Regions from separate parts of the Mus musculus genome. Here all the other regions are linked to region 1. Evidence: chromatin contacts called from public promoter capture Hi-C data. All regions are on one chromosome and are shown on one strand. Each heading gives the region's core, a stretch centred on a gene start, on an enhancer-like site or on the middle of the called end of the contact. The rest is flanking DNA. Distances are from core to core; before and after follow the strand shown. Region 1 holds the start of Psmg1 (proteasome (prosome, macropain) assembly chaperone 1). Region 2 holds the start of B230307C23Rik (RIKEN cDNA B230307C23 gene). Region 3 holds the start of A630089N07Rik (RIKEN cDNA A630089N07 gene).

Region 1 (2,899 bases), core at 231-2,730:
ACTGGCACTTACCTGTTGCGTTGCTTCCTACTGCAATTATAAACTTGGAGCAAGGGTGTGTCTCTAGGAGCACAGCCTCCAGAGATGTTTCTGTCTGTCTTCGGAGAAGCCGAACCTCCCTAACAGCAAGAGACAAAAGTGAACAAATATGACTGTGACCACCAGTTCACTGTAAGAGATGGTGATGGGCAGAATGACAGTCAGATTAAGAGATTAAGTGATAGGTGCTATATAGAGCTGGATGTATAAATAGATGGAAGACAGATGAGATCGATGGTAGACATGTTACTTATAGATATTTATATGGGTAGTAGAAAGGTGCTATATTTACATATACATGGATGGATAAATAGGTAGGTGATAGAAGACAGAGATGAGTGGATAGTTGGATGGATAGATGGTGTTAGATAAAATAATCAGTGTCCTTGGTGCCCTTGCAAATGGATAAAACACTTTCTTTTTATGAGTAAAACTACTAACAAACTTCATACTAGCCTGACACACACAATGCCAGCACCCACAAGCCAGACACAATGTAAAAAGACACTAAAAGCATCTCCAACACTCCAGCCCGCAAAATGCTGAATGTGACCAAGACTTCAAACAAACGTTCAAGCATTTAGCTGTGGCAAAAGTAAGCTAAGACTGACCATCAGACAAATCAGGGCTCTCGGGAAGAGTGTGAGAAGTGAGAGGGAGCTGTCAAATGAAACGAACTGCCAAAAGTGTCTGTCGTTGACACAATCACCGGGAAGTGTATTTTAAAAATCTAGGTGAATTTGACTGTGGACTGGTATGATACTGAAAACGTGTTATTAGCAAACGTGGGGTAGGGAAGGTGCTAAGTTGCCAACACAAACATGACGACCCAAGTTCTGATCCGAGAACCCGCCTAAAAGCTCAGAATGGAGGTACTGAAAAAATAGGAGAATCAACAAAGTTTAATTATGTGCATATTTTATGTGTGGGTTTGCTCTAGAGTACAAATAATTGAGACAGCATGCTTAGGAAGACGTGTGGGGAGTCCTAATCGGAAACTCGTAGGGGTGGTGGGAGAGGAAATGAATGTGGTAAAACCTTGACCAAGGAAGGGGCTGGCGTGACCTGACTTCTGTGTCTGAAAGTAGTTTTGAAAGAAATACGGCCGACATGCGGCGTGACCTAAAGTGCACGGTGGAGGGCGAGCATCGCTGGGCTGCCGACGTCCCAGCGTGAACGCAGGGCACCCTGCAGGCCGACACCGCCTGACGCTCGCAGCCTTCCGGGAGCCTGACCTCTTCCGCGCCAGCTGCCGCCGGACCTCCCGGTCCTCCGGCGTGTCCCGCCTGCTCTGCTCCTCCTCCTCTTCTTCCTCCTCAGTCCCAGCTCTGCACGGCGCCTTCACCACCTCGCCAAAGAACGTGGCAGCCATGGTCCCTCAGCTCCGCGCGGCCAGACAGCGCATGCGCGCCGGCCCGCAGTCACGCCCCCTCCAAGCCACGCCCCCACCCCGCCTCCGAGCGAGGATACGCCTTCCGTGGGGGGAGGGGGGAGAACCTAAGAGCTTCCGGTCCGCCGCGAGAAATGTCCCGCGGCGCGCTTCCGTCATCCTGTTAACCGGGGCACGCAGCGCCCGCTCCACACCCGGCGACCCTCCTGCAAGGACCCACCCGTGGAGGAAACCCAGAGCTGCGGGTGAAGCACAGACAGCTCCAGGGTTGATGACTGCAAGCGGATTCAGAGAACATGAGTGAGGCTGCAAGGCTAGGCTTTTTAAAACCTGGCCATATGTAACTCATAGACCGTGTTTTCTACTTTAATGACAGGAAGAATGTGTGTTTCTGGTTTGTGTGCTGGAAGACAAAGAGCTCCACCGAATGCTGCTCCCACGAGAAAAAGGGTAACTGGCACCTCAGTGGGAAATAAAAACACATTCTAGATTTGCTTGTGAGGAAATGGAGACTGCATTGCCCAGGGTAAAATGTTTGGGGATCAGAGGGTCCTTTAAAAATCAAAACTCTTGGAAAGTTGTTTAAAAATCTCTCACAATGTAGAAAAACGATGCTTCAAGTCTACTGGGAGGAAAAAGCATATCAATCTTAACATACATACTCACTGGTTAATAAAAAGCAGATGAATGCCGGGCAGTGGTGACACACACCTTTAATCCCAGCACCCGGGAGGCAGAGGCAGATGGATTTCTGAGTTCAAGGCCATCATGGTCTACAGAGGGAGCTCCAGGACATCCTTTGGCTACACAGAGAAACCCTGTCTAGAAAAACCAAAGAAATAAATAAAAAGCAGATGTATACCAACTAGAACACTTTGTGTGTAACTATAGCACACACACAAGATTCTCAGTGTGGTGTCTTTAAGACTCAGATTCCAGGGTTAGTAGAAGCGAGCTGAAGAGCAGATGTCCCTGGCTGTCTCTTTGCTGGTTTCTTAAGCGGATACTTTGCTGATAAAGATACTCGATTTGATTTCTCACTCACACATGAAAAAAGCACCAACAGAAATCTGAAGCGTGTTGGTAAATCATAGGGAAGTGGTGGCTTGTCGGCACACATTTGCAGGAGGGATTTTACTACAGTGTTACTCCATTCAGTCACAATAAAGAGACCAAACACTTTAAAGGGTAAATAAAAATATGTTCCAATTAAAGGCCAGAAAGGGATTCCATTATAAAAGGCTGGACAGGATCAGACAGCAAGATGTAACTTCAGATCTTCAATTCACACTGCCAAAATTCACAGGTCTTCATTAGACTGATATATTTTCATTTCATGGCATTTCTTGAGGATATAATTGCTCAATAAGTAATTCTATGACATTTGGGATTGGACATTTAAATTTTTCATTAAAGCTCAAAATAAATAAATAAATAAACCAAACCCATGCACCAAAGAGGAGGAAGGGA
Region 2 (3,102 bases), core at 27-2,526, 2.0 Mb after region 1:
CCAAGGAGGTCAGAGAAGTTATGGGATGGGAGTATAAGGAGCAGAGGTGGGGAGAAGGAGCTAGCAAGGCATGCAGGGGGGAGGGAGATGGAGAGGGAAGTGGAGGGAGGAGGGGGAAGGGCAGGAGAAGGAGGAAGGAGGAGGCAGAGAGAGAGAGAGAGAGAGAGAGAGAGAGAGAGAATGAAACAGAGAGACAAAGAGTACAAACTGTCAGGATTATATAGGAAGATCTTCTGGAGACAGGAAAGCTCAGGGTACAAGGTGGGGTCTGCCAACTTTGCTATGTAACAGGTGGAGACTGAGGAGAGCTGGGAGAACCTGGAGGTTCAGCTGTAACCTTCCCAGCCTTGAGCAGGCTAAGCAGACCTTGAACATTCATCTTGACAGGCCTTATCAAGCTGGATAGAGACATGTGTCTTGGCTGCAGTTGCAGGTTCCCATGGGAACTTAGCTGTTTTGGCTGCCTGTGCTGACCTTGTTCTACAACATATTCCAGCTAAAGAAGGGGATGGGTTTTGTGGTTTTTCCCTTTATAAACGTAAAGCCTATTATTAAACTTTGAGTCTTGATCAGAATCTTTGTCTTGACTTCATTCTTCTCTCGCGTACCCCCCACCCCCATCTTTTCATTTCCAGCACCCCTTTCAGGTAAACTCAGTTCTCCCGCGGCTGCTGGATGGCTCCACCCAGCCAGCTTTGGTGTGTTAAATATATGCAGATCAGAAGCTGGTCCCGGGTCTGAATCCCAACCGCAACAAAACTATTGTTTCCCCAAATCTCTTTTTAATCGTTAATATCCTGGGCACCCTTCCGCTTGTAGGACAGATTGATAACTCCACTGCAAGTTGAGCTATGCAAGCTAACTACCTTGATTCCAGGAGGAAGGCAAACAGTCTACTGAGTGAGGAAAGCTCAGGCTGAAAAGTCAAGGACTTGCTGAGCACGGGGTCAACTGTTCACATAGGGGAGGAGCAAGCGGCTGAGCAGTGATAGGTGCAGTGGTGGTTCCTCCCTGGGGCTGTGCGGGGAGACAGAAGGGTAGGCTATTGGAGGACCGGCACAAGTATTACAGAAATGAAAATCCCTGTAGATCTGGAAAAGGTCGTCCCTGGATTTGAAGCTTGGTCTGAGAACTTCTACACTGTGTGGCTTCAGCACACTCTAACTCTAAGGGAGGTGCTCGACTCACTCAAGACTTACTGGCCAATCAGAGCCTCCAGGCAGACCTGCGTGTCAGAAGAGAAGGCGGGTTTTCCGGGTGCGGTGGTGTCGGTTTCGCTTCCTGGTTGAGTGCTTGAATGGTTCTGTGTGCCGTGCTCCGTTTCCTGCGGTTGGATGCTGTGGATTGTGCACAGGCAAGCTCCGAAGTTGCGACATGGTAAGCACAGGGTCACTGCCAACAATGGGGAGAAGCAGGGGTCTCAGCAGCGCGAGCTGGTGTGGTGGGGCTTTCACAGGACTGAATGGGAATCGGCGGCCACGTGTGAGGTCCTAGCCACTTGGGGGACCCAGCTGTAGCCTCTGAATAACTTCACTGTGGGGGCTGCATCTGTGCAGAGCATTTGGCCTGTGTGTAGAAAGATCTTTGGCATGATCCCAAACTCAGAGAGTACTAGTTTCTGCAAGTTCTGTTCTTACCATTTGCCATTAAGGTGGACAATCCATTGGAGTTAATTTTGTGGAGGTTGTAAAAGACATCTCATGTGCTGGGTAGCAATCCAATATCAAGCTGTGATGTAAAAGTGCAGGATTAATGATCTAAAGGATTTACTAAAGCTTAGGAGATAGTAAGGCACTCCAAGTAGAATTTATCTGAGGGTGGACTGCATGTAAAACATCCCACAGATAGGTAATGTGCTAACTAGGGCTGTTAGAGATTAGGTTGCTAGGATACACAAGTTAATTCACCCGGATTGTCCAGAAATTGGGCACCAAACCATAACAAAGGAAACAAACTTGATTTACTACCATCCACTAGGTTCATCTTCATATCAAAGAGCAGGCCTCTAACAGGCTGGTCTATGGGGCCTTACAGGATCACAATCTACAGTAAGGCCTGGTGTGGCATAAAGGTTCAGTTTTCTTCTTGAGAAAAGCATAGTTCTGCCACATGGGTGAGATGATGCCTAGTGACAACCATGTGAGAAGGTAAAAAAGAAAACAAAACAAAACACTGTTGTATTGAGTGCTAAGTTACACTTTCCCTGAGGTTTCCATATATGGAGAATGACATAGCTCCTCATGAAACCCAGGAACATGCTTGGCAGAGCCAGTCACAGCTTGGGGCCTAGGCCTTGGGAGCTTTCCCTGAGGCTCTGGGTATAGAGATAAAACAGAGCTTCTTCTCTAAGACCTGGAATATGCTTGGGAGAGCTGGTAATAGTCTGGGGCCAGGGCCTTTGGGAGGGGTTGCTTCAGATTCTGAGAGCACAACTCTTCCCACCGTACGGGGTTGTGGTTATCAGTCCCAAGGCCATGAGAGACTTGGTCAGAAATTTTTTCAGATACACTGAGTTTCCCCTTGTGCAGCAACTATTTGATTAGACTTCTCCTGAGTGTGTCCCATTGTATGATGCTTCTGCTGACTTCATAGTTTCTTCATCTTTCTCCTGACTTCATAGATGTCTCCCATCTCCTTCCTTTCCCTCATGTCAATCGTGTACAAGATGGTATTCTTTAGAAGCTTACTTAGCATGAGCCATAGCTTGTGTAAGTCCTCCCCACCCCAGCTTTTTTACTTTCTACCTTTTCCTTTTCCAGTGTTTTTCATCATCTGGAGCCTTCCACTCAGGACACTCTCACTAACCTGCTGTGTTAGGGCACTGGTGTACTTAAGAAATGATCCCGGGGTTATATTTGCTGTGTAAATTTCCCATCTGTCTAAGTGGCTAGACTTGCAGTCTCCAGTCTATATTTAAATTGTTCAGAACTTAACCTGGAACCTGAATCTAAAAGAGACTTAAGGGTGGCAGCATATGTGGAATGCAAAATCCATCCTCGTCTGGCTCCTCTTTAGTATTAACCAGTGTAGCTGGTCTTTACTACTTTATGGTTTCTTCTTTTAACACACACTTAATCCCCTCCCCCCCCCCAACTCCAACCC
Region 3 (3,260 bases), core at 222-2,721, 2.1 Mb after region 1:
TAGGCCCCAGGCTGTGACTGGCTCTGCCAAGCATGTTCCTGGGTTTTAGAAGGAGCTATATCATGCTCCAGACAGGGGAACCTCAGGGAAATTACAGTTTGATCACGCCAGCACTCAATAATGCAACAGTGTTTTCTTTTCTTTTCTTTTTACCCTTTTCACATGGTTGTCACTAAGTGTCATCTCGCCCATGTGGCATAAGTATGCTTTTTTCAAGCAGAAAACTGAACCTTTATGGCACACTAGGCCTTACTGTAGATTGTGATCCTGTAATGCCCCATTGAGCAGCTGGTTAGAGGCCTGCTCTTTCATATGGAGATGGGCCTAGTGGCTGCTTGTAAATCAAGTTTGTTTTCTTTATTATGGCTTGGAGCCATATTTCTGGGCAATCCTTGTGAACAAGCATGTGTATCCTAGCAACCTAAACTCTAATTGCCCTGGTTAGCACATTACTTATCTGTGAGATGTTTTACATGGAGTCCACCCTCAGATAAATTCTACTTGGAGTGCCTTACTATCTCCTAAGCTTTAGTAAATCCTTTACATCATCAATCCTGCACTTTTACATCACAGCTTGATATTGGATTGCTACCCAGCACATGAGATGTCTTTTACAACCTCCACAAAATTAACTCCAAATGGACTGTCCACCTTAATGTCAAATGCTAAGAACAGAACTTGCAGAAACTAGGACTCTCTGAGTTTGGGATCATGCCAAAGATCGTTCTACACACAGGCCAAATGCAGCCCCCACAGTGAAGTTATTCAGAGGCTACGGCTGGGTCCCGCGAGTGGCTAGGACCTCAGGGGACCTCACACGTGGCCGCCGATTCCCATTCAGTCCTGTGAAAGCCCCACCACACCAGCTCGCGCTGCTGAGACCCCTGCTTCTCCCCATTGTTGGCAGTGACCCTGTGCTCACCATGGCGCAACTTCGGAGCTTGCCTGAGCACAATCCACAGCATCCAGCGGCAGGACAAGGAGCACAGCACACAGGCCCATTCAAGCTGGCTCAGCTACTAAGTGAAACCCGCACCACGGCAACCGGAAAGCCCGCCTTCTCTTCTGACTGGCAGGTCCGCCTAAAGGCTCTGACTGGCCAGTAAGTCTGGAGCACCTCCGTTAGAGTTAAGAGTTAGCTGAAGGTACACAGTGTAGGTTCTCAGTCCAAGCTTCAAGGCCAGGACCCAACCTCTTCCAGATCTACAGGAATTTGCATTTCTGTAGTACTTGTGCCTATCCTCCAATAGCCTACCAATCTGTCCCCCCCGCACAGCGCCAGGGAGACCCCACCAGGAAGGCTGGCGGAGACCTGCCACTGCTCAGCCGCTTGCTCCTCCCCTATGTGGGCAGTGACCCTGTGCTCACGATGTCGCACCTTCGGAGCTTGCCTGAGCACAATCCACAGCATCCAGCGGCAGGACAAGGAGCACAGCACACAGGCTCATTCAAGTCTGCTCAGCAACTAAGTGAAATTCGCGCCAAGGCATCCGGAAAAACCCGCCTTCCCTTCTGACTGGCAAGTCAGCCTAAAGGATCTGATTGGCCAATAAGTCTTGAGTGACTCGAGCACCTCCCTTAAAGGTACATTGCGTAGAGATTCTCAGCCCAATTGAAGATTCTTCAAGTCCAATGCCTGACCTTTTCCAGATCTACAGGGATTTGCATTTCCATAGTACTGGTGCGGGTCCTCCAATAGCCTACTCTTCTGTCTCCCTGCACAGCCCCAGGGAGGCCCCATCAGGAAGGCAGCCGGAGATCTGCCACTACTCAGTGGCTTGCTCCTCCCCTATGTGGGCAGTGACCCTGTGCTCACCAGGTCCTGACTTCAGCCCCAGCTTCCCTAACTCACTAGGCTGTTTGACTTCTCCCTCCTGGAATTAAGGTAGGTAGCTTGCATAGCCCATTACTCAACTTGCAGGGGAGTTAGCAAACTGTCCCACAAGCGGAAAGGTGCCCAGGATATTAACTATTAGAGGGAGATTTGGGGTAACAATAGTTTATAGATATGAATAGGCTTATTAATTTCTGGTTTGTTATGTTCATAGTGTAATTAATTTTGATGCATTTGTGCCGTGGTGCAGCCCCAGCGTGAGGTATTTCTTCTTTCTTTTCGGTTCTTCTTGAGGCAACGGAGAGGTAAGAGCATAGGCGGAGGGTAAGGCTTTGTCTTAACAAAAATTTAGGGTTGCTGTATAATAAAAAGTTTACTTATCTAAGTCTAAGTTACTATGCTGTTGTACCTGACCTGCGTTCTGTGATCCTCTCAGGTCAGAAACTGCAGTTTCTGGCACTCAGCACCTCATCCTAAAACAGCAGATTAAGTAAAGAATTAATTGCTAGACCCTTTCCCCTGTTCTCCAGATGCCACTTGCTTTCGGGATAGGAGGATGTTTGGAGCTATAAACTTCTACTGAGCCAGGAGAAGTAAATAACACTCGCAGAAAGAAAAAACTTTTACATAAGCAAATATGCATAATCTCACATAAATTCATATTCAGCTTCATTCATGCTCACTTATTCATTTTCATTAGAAGCCAGATGGGCCCAGCTTTCATGCATTCTCACAATTACATACTTACACACACACATGCAGACATTCTCACAATTACATAATTACACACACATCCATATTTACATATGCATATGGAGCATAAGACCCAGCATGGTTGCAGAAAGAACTCACACATTCTAGATGAAAACTAAATGCACTCCAATCTGTATTACATAGAGAAAGAAAAGGCTTCTACCTTCTTAATGCTAAATGAATTAAACCCATGTTTGTAAGAAAAAATCTTTGTTTCTTTTAATAAGACTAAACCTGCCTTGTCCTTACCATGGGATCTGCTCTGTCCCACGGTAAGGAGAAGCCTGCTTGCTCCTTCTGCTCTCAGCATCATCTACTTTTTTCTTCTTTCCCTCTGCATTCTACACATTGCTCTCTTAGTAGTTTATGTTACCTATAATTTCCAAGCTACTCCACTCTGCATTCTCCTTCAAAAATCATCTCCTCAGCTCAGTTCTCTCACCTCCATTCCTCTCACCCCCAGCCCCCAGTTTTGTCTCTTCTCTTTGTCCTCAGCCCTTAAACATCATTCATAATACATGACCACATGTTAAAATTTTCATCAAAAGTTCACCAGAAAATCAAATCATAAATTGAAATAGAATGTTACAACAGAGGATGTTTACATGAATATCCATTAGGAGTGATTATCAAGCTAAACATCCATCACTTGTCTCAGCTCCACGGGTTCACA

What was found. Promoter capture Hi-C pulls out the DNA fragments that hold promoters and counts their contacts.
Region 2: a promoter capture Hi-C map of pre-B cells shows a contact between it and region 1, with 3 times the contacts expected there. The contact joins the promoter of B230307C23Rik here to the promoter of Psmg1 in region 1. A contact is called at or near these places in 3 of 39 promoter capture datasets (erythroid cells, liver and pre-B cells) and 1 of 484 Hi-C or Micro-C datasets (B cells).
Region 3: a promoter capture Hi-C map of erythroid cells shows a contact between it and region 1, with 18 times the contacts expected there. The contact joins the promoter of A630089N07Rik here to the promoter of Psmg1 in region 1.

The regions. Positions count from the first base shown.
Region 1 is chr16:95,989,480-95,992,378 of GRCm38.p6, forward strand. It overlaps Psmg1 (proteasome (prosome, macropain) assembly chaperone 1), which reads right to left and starts at 1,481. Exons shown (of 7, transcript NM_019537.3): 1 at 1,275-1,481; 2 at 13-119. The coding sequence starts at 1,411. Brwd1 (bromodomain and WD repeat domain containing 1) reads right to left here. Exons shown (of 42, transcript NM_145125.3): 42 at 2,613-2,899.
Region 2 is chr16:97,996,060-97,999,161 of GRCm38.p6, forward strand. B230307C23Rik (RIKEN cDNA B230307C23 gene) reads left to right here and starts at 1,277. Exons shown (of 4, transcript NM_001362093.2): 1 at 1,277-1,377. The coding sequence starts at 1,375. It overlaps C030010L15Rik (a long non-coding RNA gene), which reads right to left. Exons shown (of 5, transcript XR_001781957.2): 3 at 1,638-1,728; 4 at 867-1,392.
Region 3 is chr16:98,080,968-98,084,227 of GRCm38.p6, forward strand. It overlaps A630089N07Rik (RIKEN cDNA A630089N07 gene), which reads right to left and starts at 1,472. Exons shown (of 5, transcript NR_015491.1): 1 at 1,379-1,472.